3 separate regions of the Mus musculus genome follow, and all the other regions are linked to region 3. The links are chromatin contacts, called in public HiCAR-type and HiChIP or PLAC-seq maps. All regions are on one chromosome and are shown on one strand. Each heading gives the region's core, a stretch centred on a gene start, on an enhancer-like site or on the middle of the called end of the contact. The rest is flanking DNA. Distances are from core to core; before and after follow the strand shown. Region 1 overlaps Nalcn (sodium leak channel, non-selective). Region 2 overlaps Gm33906 (a long non-coding RNA gene). Region 3 holds the start of Tmtc4 (transmembrane and tetratricopeptide repeat containing 4).

Region 1 (3,913 bases), core at 681-3,180, 310 kb before region 3:
CTGCTTATCCTTCATAGCTTAGCAATCAAAATAAGGACATTTATTTAATGCACTCATTGAACACTCAATCCCTGGTTTGTCCTGGGCCATGTACAAGGCCTTCTACAGGTCTAAAGGTTCCACAAGGCACATATGTCATGTAGTCTGAGCCATTCTTCCCTTTGGTATCCTGCTTTCTTTCCAGTACATCTATATCATCCTTGGGTCATGGTGTTAATGCTTGCTTCTTTAGGCATTTTTGCCCACACTTAAAACCGTGGGTTATATGTTCTACAGGTCTCTACATTTCTTGTTTGGACATGTGTACTAGTTCTAGAGAGTTGTAGAGTCAACCTTATTTCTTTCTCCTTCCTCTCAGATCATAGACACCAATGATGCTCTATAAACATTCTATGAGGGAGCATGTACTGTCCACATGCAACTCAGTATTGAACTACTAAAGTGTGACTAGTGCATCAGAAAAACTGCTTTATATTTCATTTATTTTTACTTAATCTTAATTAATATGAATTAAATTTAAATTACCGTATGGAATTAATACCTCTTGTGCTGGAAACTGTGATGTTAAACTGTTGTCAGCTGTCAGAGAACAGGAGTACGTCTTTATTGTTAGTCTATCACTTGGCACAGATATACCACATAGTAGAGTCTAGAGAATTTTAAACATGAAAAGTGGAAACCAAATTTATCCAATCAGGTATAGCCCAAGGCAGAATTAAATAAATCCTATATAGGCTCTCAGAAAAGTGTGTGGGAATCCAGAAGACAAAGCTAGTTATCTGGTTGAAAGAAACCAGGAGAGTATCACAGACAGATTTGAATTTTAATGAGTCCCATGGAATGCACACACTTTATATAATCTGAACCTTATACATTTCTGTAACATCTCATTTGGTGCCTCAGACTGGGGACTAGTCCTTACACAACCTGAATGTGAATTTGGTATGTATAATCTACTCCATACAAATTAATCCATTGCTTAAATTTTAAAAAATATTAAAGTTTCTCTTTATTTGACTTCATAAAGTTTGACCCCAGAGTCTGTTGGTGGGATGTTAAGCTTATGTCCCAGAGGCAACTTGTTCACTTGCATTTTGCTTCTATCAATGGCAATTTAATTGGGTCATCTACAATACCAAAAGCTTATATAGCATGATGAAATACTCTTGTGGAGTTCTGCTGCAAATGATGTGTATGTCCGACATGTATGGCTTTTGCTTGATGGCTTTAAATTAACTACATCCCGTACTGTCAATAATATATTCATTGAGCACTACAGTCAGAAGAAATCTGTGCCCTTCCCTCCCCTCAATGCCCTCCATGTCTCCCACTGGCCCACAGGTTCAACCTCCATTTTGTACTCCAGATGAATTTACATACTGGGCAACAGACTGTGGCAATTATGCAGGGGCACTTATGTACTTCTGCTCATTCTATGTCATCATTGCCTACATCATGCTGAATCTGCTTGTAGGTAAGAGATGTTCATGGAATTATTTTTTCCATCTCTTCAAACTCAGGTACTTGGATAATTATGTACAATTTTCAAGTAATTATCCTGGATTGCTTGGGGCGGGTGTTTCATGGCATTAATTATAAATTGTTGCCTCTCAACCCAGGAGCTGAAAAGACCTTTGAAAGGCATGGAAATGGCAGTTGATTGCAGTTTCAAGAATTGTCCTATTTATTATGCTCATTAATTCCCAAAGAGCTCTTCCCATGGATTGAGCTGAACACAAATCAGGGAGGGCTACTTTCACAGCCTTGAAACATCAGTTTGGTTTTTAAAGATATATTTTGTTCACCCAGCTGCGGGGACATCCAGGCCCAATATGACCTTAAAAATGCCCTGGAAGTCTGAAGTAAGAGTAGGAGCCAGCTGGCATGAATGTCTAACTAGAGTGCCTTTGAGCCCATGACCCTCATGTTTTGGAAAGGCAAGTGATGAATAAATAGCTTAGTTCAAGTGAGAGACATGCCAGCTTGGAAACTGTACTAAAAGCACTTTGAAAAATTGGCTTTATAATGTGAGTGATAACATTTATTATTTATAATAGATGTTTTACTTTTTCTAAAAAATGACAGATTAGCATATTTGTCTAACATCTGATTTTTTTCCCTAGCCATAATTGTGGAGAATTTCTCTTTGTTTTATTCCACTGAAGAGGACCAGCTTTTGAGTTACAATGATCTTCGCCATTTTCAAATCATATGGAACATGGTAGATGATAAAAGAGAGGTAGGAACTGTGGGTGTGGCTTATTTGCTAACAAAGCATGCAAACCCAAGGATTCTGGGTTTGATCCCCAACACCACATAAAACTAGGTGTTGTGGTACATCACTGTACTCCCAGCACTTGGAAAATGGAAGCAGAGAGTTGGATATTCAAGATCTTCCTCAACCTAGGGGTAGGAGGGGAGTGGGCCATTGTTTACCTGCTCAATCTCAAAGAGAACAAATGATACATTTCAAGTATCTTGAATCTGAGAATTGGCATAGACTAAATTTGGAGCTGTCACTGTTGCTTTGCAGTGCCAGGTGTGTATGCAATGACCGGGGGACAGAGTAGTCTCTCCTCGTGTCCTTTCCAACAATGAAGAGCCTGGTCTTTAGACTTTCAAAAGGTCAGCAAGGGAAGAAAATTAAGGATTTTTCAAGGGTATCTGCCTTGGGCTCAAGTAGAAGGAGGGGAATTGCAGCTCCCAGAGGGAAAGCCTGCTACAGACTTACTATCGCCGCAACTTTAAGCAGTCATCTAGATGAACCACACACAGGGATTACAAGTGATGTCTGTGGTGTATCTCAGTGGTTAAGTGTTTGCTGAGCATGTAGAAAGCCTTGGGTTCAATGCCTGGCACCACTAAAAATTAATTAATTACATGGAGACCTGGTTATTCTAAACTACTTCTAAGTTAGTATGTAAAGGTCTTAACCATAAGATTACCCAATACTTCCTAGAATTAGCCAAAGCAGAGGCAAGTTTCTTGTTCTCAGCTACCTCCTTTCCTTTCCACTTTCTTCCTCCTCCTTACCATCCTGCATGTTCCTCCCTTCTTCCTCTCTTCTTTGACCTCTTACTCATCTTTATCTTCCCAAAGCTTAACTTGATCTAGGCACTGAGGTAAAGCAATTCTCAAGTGGCAAGGTTCCTATGGCCACAGAGCTTATATTTTAAAGGAAGAGGTGACCCCTTAAAGGTGAAATGGTTAGACTAATGACAATGGTTAGAATCCCTAATCCAAATTAATTCCAGACTTTGAATTCTTTTTAGTACCAACACAACACTACAAATGGAGAAAGTCACACCAGATTTTGTGTGTCAAGTCACAGTCAAAACCCAGACATGCTAAAAATATTGTATAAAATGACTTCTGGGATATGTGTGTAAGATATGTGAAAAGTGAATGAATGGCACCTGCCACTAATCCTACTACATGGGAGGCAGAAGTAGGAGGCTCAGGAGTTTGACAGCATTAAGTTTAATGTCAGCCTGGAATACTCAAGAACTTGTTCTAAAAAGATTAAAAAGCACTGGGTGTGGTGGCACACGCCTTTAATCCCAGCACTCGAGAGGCAGAGGCAGGTGGATTTCTGATTTCAAGGCCAGCGTGGTCTACCCAGTGAGTTCCAGGACAGCCAGGGCTACACAGAGAAACCCTGTCTCAAAACAACAACAAAAAGATTAAAAAACACATGAATAAATTTTATGTTTAAACTTATATCTTGTCCACATTATCACTCATTGTAGGAATGCAAATATTCCAAAGTCCATAAAATCCAACGTTTGAAACACTTATGATCCTAACATTTTGGTAGGGGATATTAAACTTCTATGAGTTCCAGAAGTTATGAGCATATTGAAGATGATAGAGTGTGGATGGGCTTGAAGTGGACCCTTAGCTAAAATGGTCA
Region 2 (3,724 bases), core at 1,178-3,677, 260 kb before region 3:
GACCTGCAGTGTGACCTCACTCCCAGGAATTTTTTGTATTTTTCTTCTTAAAACTTGCTCTTCTTGGATTGATCAGTAATCTCTCTAGTCATTGATTCCTGAGGACAAATTCATATAACACAGAATGAAGGGTAGAGATTTGATTTTCCTCATCTACAATTATCAAAAATATTTTTCAGAAATTATGAAGAAATTGCAAGTAGTTGTGTCTACTCTAGCCTGAAAAACAATCTTCAGCCATATAACAGTCAATCTCATAGTCTAGAGAATAATTAGGGCAATAGCATTAGCCCATTTCTGAGTCTTACAAGTTAGCCAGTCTTGACAGTTAAACCCACCAGTGTGATCACCAACTAGAATTGTTAGAAGCTAACATCCAAGGGATCCACATTAATACTGAAATATATTCCCTTTTTTTCATCAACAAATACCAATCAAGACATAAATATTGACATCACACATAGGTATCAGTAATAAGTAGCACTAAATAAGAAACACACCATTGTCTTGTCAACATAAAGGTCCAACTTATTGAGGGGAAGAGAGATAAAATGGAGTGAAAGACTTTGGGTACCTTGTGGTGGGAAGATATTGCCATTTTTATATGTGATAGTCAATATCATCCTAGCTGATAGAATAGTATTTCAGTAAACACCTAAAGGAAATGGAATTTGCCAAATAGATAATAAATTTAGGGACTTTAAAATCAAATTTTCCATCACTTATATTTATTGCAATTTTTTATGAAAGCAGAGGTAAAACAGAAATAATTACTATTTTCCTTTGATGACATCAAATTTCCACTTCAAGGATATAGCCATGCTGATTTGTGTTGTCTTATCTCTGTGTCTACCATTTCATCATTAGACACAGAGAAAATAGCTTAGTTAGGCAGTCTCAGCCCTCAAGACCTGTGTTGTCAGCTATCCACAGGAGAAGACCACTTGGACATGGGTTCGAACCAATGGAATGTATTTATTAGCCAGCCTGCAACTACACTGAGTATTTGAAACCCAAGCAAGCCTTTCTCACAATGGGCTTTTGGGCAAAAAAAAAAAAAAAAAAAAAAACCACATCCAAGGTTGACGCACCTCAATTAGCAAGAACAATTATCCAGAATCAGAACTATAGAAGCTAAAAAGCAAGGATAGTACCTCTAGAGATTTTCCCAGGATGATGGACTTTGATGGATTAGATCTTTGTTTATGTTTTGGCAGGTGTTGCTGTCCATATGCTGGTCTCTAAGGCCTAAGTAGTACTTCCATCATGGCAGCAGTTGTGCTAGGGTAGGAGGCCTAGTAAGATGTGGGGGGGCTGTTACTGCTGCATCCAAATCAGTGTGCTGACTCTGCTGCATTCCAGAAGGAAATGTTGGTGAGAAATAGGGGCCTAGTAATAAACCACATTACATTGTGAAAACTTTCTGAATTCTCTTTGTACCCTGAAGCACAAAAATGGATGGCAGTCTACCCTAGAGGTTGGATGACCACTTTCAAAACTTCATGGTGCCCTTGGCTAATGGAAGTAGGGTGACAGCTCATGCTAATTTTAGGTACCAATAAGTTGCTTTGATTTCTTTTAATATCGGATAACTATTTAAACAAAGAAGCTTTAATTTGAAAAACAAAACATACTTATGTAAGGTTAATTTATTTGTATTTATACAAAAACAGTAGTTAAATAAACTTTTCATATTTTCATGTAAGAATTGGGTTGTGAAACCCAAATTTTCTATAGCCTACAAAAATCGCAATGTAGCCCTAGTGACAAATCCATGGGTAAACAAACCTACAAGGGCCCCACCCTTAGAAATTTGCCATATTCAGTTTAGCTCTGACCACAGGAAATAGCAGGGTCATGATTGTGTGCCTACAGATAAGGAAGAACAAATCTCAGAACCTGTGAAATTACTCTCAGGATAAATGAGGAGTCTGCATGACTACAGAAGGCATGCCCTTTTCATAGGAAGACAGCTTTTGCTATGAACCAACACATCACTGGTGTGCCTGGAGAATAAATGAGCCTTGCCTTATTTGTATCTCTGCTAGTTTGTGCTCATTGTTTCCACATACCAAGGTTCCATGCCTGTAGTCATAAGGTTTTTTCCAACCTACTTTAGTAAGCATTCAACCTCTCCTCTAGCTCACCACACACCAGAGGTAGTAGAAAAGTTACTAGGACACAGGTGAAGTAGGCCTGTTTAGAAATAGTTCTTTCTTTCACCTCTGTTTGCTTCAGCAAAATTTTCTTTCACTTGTCTGCTTTAGCAAAACATTCCTTCACCTGTGTTCCTCGGCAAAACATCATTTGACAAAACTGACTTTCCAAAAAAAAAAAAAGAAAAACAGAAATTTCCACTTTACATGCCCACAGGAATGCGCGGAGCATTGTTAAAATGCCTGTGATGTTTAGTGACAGGAGCCACAGCAGGTACTTGCCCTGTACTTGAGATTACCAATCAGTTAATGGTCACAATAGGCATGAGATAGCTGCTCAAGCCTTGTCTTTTTTTTTTAATTAGGTATTTTCCTCGTTTACATTTCCAATGCTATCCCAAAAGTCCCCCATACCCACCCCCACAATCCCCTACCCACCCACTCCCCCTTTTTGGCCCTGGCGTTCCCCTGTCTTATCTTATGAGGGAAATGTTTCAGTGATGGTAGATAAGGCTATACACATAGTAGTGGACAGAGTTCTGATCAGACACCTAATTGTAAGACAACAGCATTCATCATTGTCATGTCTTTCCCTTCAAATAAAAGAAATAAAAGGAACTTACAATGGGCAGAAACCACTCCACCTACACCATTGTGCTTCTGCTGACCCTCACAGATTGGAGCAGTAATCCAGTTAAAGCTGGACATTCATTACTTCCTGACTGACCATCTCCCAGTAGCTTCCAGTTTCCTGCATAATAAAACTGTGTCCAGCATGACCATAACCTGCAGGGCCCTGTACACATGGCCACTACCACAGCTCAGCTGCCCATCTTCTAATGTTCAGCTCATACATTCTGTTCATGTCATTCTGGTCTCCTTGCTCTTCATGAAAGGAATGAGAATAGACATTTCTGTTCCCACAATTTACTTTCTTTTGGAGCATACAGCCATACTCTGATGGGTGGCTCACTGAGATTAAGTTTGTCTTCTGATGCCATAAATCTCAGAAAGACTTCACAGATACCTTCCTTAGGCCAGTGTCAGCTCTGGCATTCTGTGACACCTTACTCTGCTAGCCTCTGCCCCAGCTTGTCACATCTAATAACAATCTACAGATCTCTCTCTTCTCACCCTAAAGCAGAAGCCCAGTGAAGGCAGGATGTTACTGCTCCCTGGAACAGCCATTACTGAAACTAGAATATGACAGAGTGATGCACTGCTACATGAGGCTTTACATGAGTGCATGGTGCATAGTGCACAGCTATGGGAACAGGGAGAACCACAGATACATAAGGGGGTCAAATAGCTTGGAAGTCCTTCTACAAATAATAGAGCTCTTCTTCTAGTTCCTGTAACTTCCCAGAACTTAAAGGATTTATTGGAATGGGCTATAGCTACAAGAATAGGAAGAGAGAAAATTGGAGAACTTCCAAGACTCATCCCTGATGGAATCAGAGCCAGGTGAGTGTGTGGGACAAAGCAGAAGGTGCCTTTCTATAATAACAGCCCTGTGTATCAGCTATCTATTGCAGCAGTACAAATCTCTCATCTCACATCTGTCAATC
Region 3 (3,610 bases), core at 842-3,341:
AGGAGATCCTAGGAGGTCCTTGTGAGCATAGGCCAGGAGCCATCACAGGTAGGCCTGTGTGGGCCCAGTGACACACAGTGCCAGAAGTTCAATGGTCACTGAGGCCAGGGCCATACACAGTCTCAAGTCTTCTTGCTGATGGGAATCCACACTGAGGTTAGAGAAGCCTTGTCTCTGGAGCAGGACAGTTTGATCCTAGAGTAGAGACCACTCCCAATCTTTCAATTTATGTATTACTTCATTAGATGGTAGATTTGTGCTATCAGGGTTCACAGATTGTGACTAGTTGACCAGCATAGGAAGTGTCTACCTTGGGGAGTATTTCATTAGCTTAGTAAAACCTGTCCTGGACTTGACTTGTATTCAAGCTGCCAGGTGGCCAGCCTGGAGCTTGTAATTGTGGCCTGGCTCCTATCAGAGCTGCCTGGTGGCCAGTTTCTTTTTGCTTGTTTGTTTGCTTGCTTTTTTTGTTTGTTTGTTTTTGTTGTTGTTGGTTTTTAGAGATATTGATTTCTCTGTATAGCCCTGGCCGTCCTGGAACTCACTTTGTAAACCAGGCTGGCTTCGAACTCAGAAATCCGCCTGCCTCTTGGTGGGCAATTTCTATCTCACATACATTGCATTATTGCAAGTCGCACAAAATTGTTACTAAGTTACACAATTTCTTTAAACTTATATTCCTAACAATCAGTCAGTTGGTGGAGGAGGCATATAAAGGTAGAGGCACTTATAAATCAGGACCTTGACCATTCATTAGATGCCAGGACTAAAGCCGACTTTGGTTTGTGATACTCTGGCTGTCACAGACCACCAGAAGGAAGGCAGAGAAAGCATGACGGATGTCTTACTATTTGAGATGTGGTGGCATATACAAGGGGAGAAGCTAAGTGGGGAACTAGATAAATAGGTTTGAACTCCGAGAAAGCAAGGAAAAGAAGTGTAAATCTGAAATGTATTGATTGGAGTGTTGGCAGCAGATTAAATCATACAGGGAAATTTGTGGAGTAGGAGAAAAGGATGAGGCTTTTAAAACTCTTAGCGATCATTCAGGGCAGGCAAGCCAGTCAAATAGACTTGGGGGTGGGGTGGGGGAGGGGGACAGGAGAGAGAAAAGGCAATAGGCATAAAGAAGAGGGCATTTTAAGGAGGAGGAAATTGTGAGATGAGGTAGCATTGGGAAGCAAAATGTCCTCTGGCCTTAGTAAGGGCAGAAGACAGCAGAGGTGACTGGCAAATGCAGTTTCCCTGAATGAAAGCCAAATGAATGAAGTTGGAAACAGCTGTGGTTGGGGGTGGAGGTGGGGGTGGGGGAGGGGAGAAGCACTCTGCTTCAGCGATGAAGGGCAGCGAAAGGCAGGGTGACACATAGAGCAGAGGAAAGCTTGGAAGTCACTTGGTGCTGAGGATGCGGACTCCACTCCAAAGAGGGAGACAGATCAGAGACTGATGCTTTGAGGAGGGTCGGAGGTCATTGAGGTTTGAGGTCTGTAAGTCTGGTAGTGGAAAGTACAAAGGTTTTTTCTCTTGAAGGTGGCAGCACAAATAAGTACTAGGAGTGGAAACTGAGTGGGTGACCTTCCCATCAGGAGGGAGGTGTAGCACCTAGTGGTCGTGACTGTATGGCACTGCTCCAAAGGAGGCGCAGTCCTGAGGTTGCACGGCCTTAGGAGGAGGAAGTCACTTCCCGTTTCAAAGGGAGAAAGTGGGGACATTTCTTCAACAACTTCAGACAGAAAGAAGCGTGGAGTTGAGATTTTCTGCAGGGATTCCACAGCCCTCGGCGGAACGTGCGAGACAAGCCAGGAATAGGCTTAGAACGCACGGATCCGCAGGGAACAGCGGCCAGGCCCGGGAACCGCCGCTGCTGCTTCGCGTCCCAGCTGCGCTTTCTCTTCCCAGCAAAGCCTGTCTGCCCCTGCGCCTCCTTCGTGGCGAGCGCTCTGTTCCGACGTCACTCCGACACGGACCAATAAGCGGAAGAGGAGAGCGTGAGTGATGGAAAGGGCAACCGATGGTCCCGCGGCGGGAGGCGGGACTAGACGGGAGCGGGCAGCCGCGAGTGGGAAGCGGCGCGGCGGGGGGCGGGACGCGGCGGGGTGGGAGTGGGAGGGCAGCCCCTCCCCTGGCGGCGGCGGGCTGGGGAGCCGCCGGAGTTTAAGCACGCGGGAGGGGAGATGAGATCGCGGCTCGTGCTCCTTGCAGGTAAAGCGCGGGGCGGCCCGCTGAGGGCCGAGCGCAGCTGCAGGGCGCTCGGAGTTGGGCGCGGGCTCCCGGGCTCTCAGCTGAGCCGCCAGCCCTGCGCTGGGGCCCGGGGGCGGCGCCCGAGCTCTGCACCTCTACTAGAGTTAGCTCCGACACTCGAGCTGCCTCCCGCGGACGCCGCCCCGGGCGGTCTGCGCCTGGGTAGAAGCCGCACCCCGGACAAAGAGCGCGCGGTAAGGGTGCGCGCCCCGAGCTCAAGCTCCGGCACTGCCCTGCTACGGCCGAGGTCGCCGAGCCAGACCCTTGCCTGCTACTGTCTGACCCAGCCGTGCAACAGCTTTGTAACCCGGGAGTCCACCGGGTGCAGCGGCCACCTGGCCGCGGGGTCCCCGCGCCTGGTCGCCAGCTGGCCAAGGCACGGGCGACGGCTGGACACAGCCGGGTAGCTTGGCCGCCCGCCCAGGGTTACACGGAGAGCCACCCAGCAGAGCCAGGAGTGCCAGTTACTCTACGCTCAACTGTGGAGCAAAGCTGGTACCACTGGCCTGGGAGCCTGGAACGGCTGCCAGGAGTTGGGGGAGCCAAGCAGGTGGTGTAGCAACCGCCTCACCTCCTGCGAACTCCACGGGGAGTCTGGGTTGTTGATGTTGTGACTGTGGGCTGTTTGTGTTTTCTTTCTTTTTATAACTACACACAAAAGAAAGGAGGAGTTAGAGGACAGATATCTCCACTGAATCATCCACACTTTGCTCTCTCCCCGTGAACAGATGGATGGGGAGAATTATAGTAAGGATTGACTGGAACCATTTTTGCCCCTTGTACCTGCATCCCCCGAAAGCTGTGCACTATAGGTGGAACTGGGGCAAAGTGAGGTATGCTCGCCCACCTGGGTGGGAAAATGGTTACATGCTAGCAAAGTGGAAACTTTCTGAGGCAGAAATTCTGAATGTGAAACCTCAGATGGGCAGCCACTTCTTGAATTAGGAAGATGGGTCACAACAGGATTCACCTTACTCTGCTTTTGGCCCATCACTACAGAGGATGGCTGGCTCCTTTGCCTCTAGCACAATGTGTGCTAGCTCTCTCTGCATCGTGCCAGATACGGGTGGTCAGAAACTATCACATTATTTAATCTGATTTCTAGAGGCAAGGTTGCCCTCCATCCTGAAGGGCAACTGGCCCTGGATGCATTGCCCTTAATGTAAAGGACAAGAGGCTCTCCATGCCTGTGGAAGAGTCTCCAGTTAGGTGGCTGCAGCCGGTTCCCCGTTTTCCCGGGGTGAATCAATTAGGTTGGGTCACTCTGCCTCATTGCAGCCAGGGCTGCTGTGACCATTGTTATCGGAAGCTTACAGTTCACAGCTCAGTGCCATTTAGCCTCTGGGGAGATATTGTTTGAGGTCTTTTT

What was found. HiCAR-type assays count read pairs that join an accessible place to other places. HiChIP or PLAC-seq counts read pairs in DNA pulled down with a chosen protein or histone mark.
Region 1: a HiCAR-type map of kidney shows a contact between it and region 3, with 2.9 times the contacts expected there. The contact joins the enhancer-like site here to the promoter of Tmtc4 in region 3. A contact is called at or near these places in 3 of 39 promoter capture datasets (cranial neural crest, neural stem cells and second pharyngeal arch cranial neural crest), 8 of 115 datasets of contacts at active chromatin or transcription factors (acute myeloid leukemia, differentiating embryonic stem cells, embryonic basal ganglia and 5 more) and 1 of 9 other capture datasets (pancreatic islet).
Region 2: an HNF4G HiChIP or PLAC-seq map of pancreatic cancer cells shows a contact between it and region 3. The contact joins the enhancer-like site here to the promoter of Tmtc4 in region 3. A contact is called at or near these places in 6 of 39 promoter capture datasets (cranial neural crest, embryonic stem cells, frontonasal cranial neural crest and 3 more), 2 of 484 Hi-C or Micro-C datasets (both in embryonic fibroblasts), 6 of 115 datasets of contacts at active chromatin or transcription factors (cardiomyocytes, embryonic fibroblasts, embryonic stem cells and 3 more) and 1 of 9 other capture datasets (pancreatic islet).

Annotation. Positions count from the first base shown.
Region 1 is chr14:123,289,293-123,293,205 of GRCm38.p6, reverse strand. It overlaps Nalcn (sodium leak channel, non-selective), which reads left to right. Exons shown (of 44, transcript NM_177393.4): 38 at 1,342-1,474; 39 at 2,124-2,239. Among named protein-coding and RNA genes, the nearest start is that of AA536875, 120 kb to the right of the region's middle. Within about 2 kb of position 1,930, at least 5 of the 459 cell types and tissues checked have an H3K27ac peak or open chromatin away from gene starts, as enhancers often do. A contact at or near this core is called in embryonic basal ganglia and kidney, where this site is marked.
Region 2 is chr14:123,241,159-123,244,882 of GRCm38.p6, reverse strand. All of the region lies in intron 1 of Gm33906 (a long non-coding RNA gene), which reads right to left. Among named protein-coding and RNA genes, the nearest start is that of AA536875, 75 kb to the right of the region's middle. Within about 2 kb of position 2,427, at least 15 of the 459 cell types and tissues checked have an H3K27ac peak or open chromatin away from gene starts, as enhancers often do. A contact at or near this core is called in pancreatic cancer cells, where this site is marked.
Region 3 is chr14:122,981,764-122,985,373 of GRCm38.p6, reverse strand. It overlaps Tmtc4 (transmembrane and tetratricopeptide repeat containing 4), which reads left to right and starts at 2,091. Exons shown (of 18, transcript NM_028651.3): 1 at 2,091-2,202.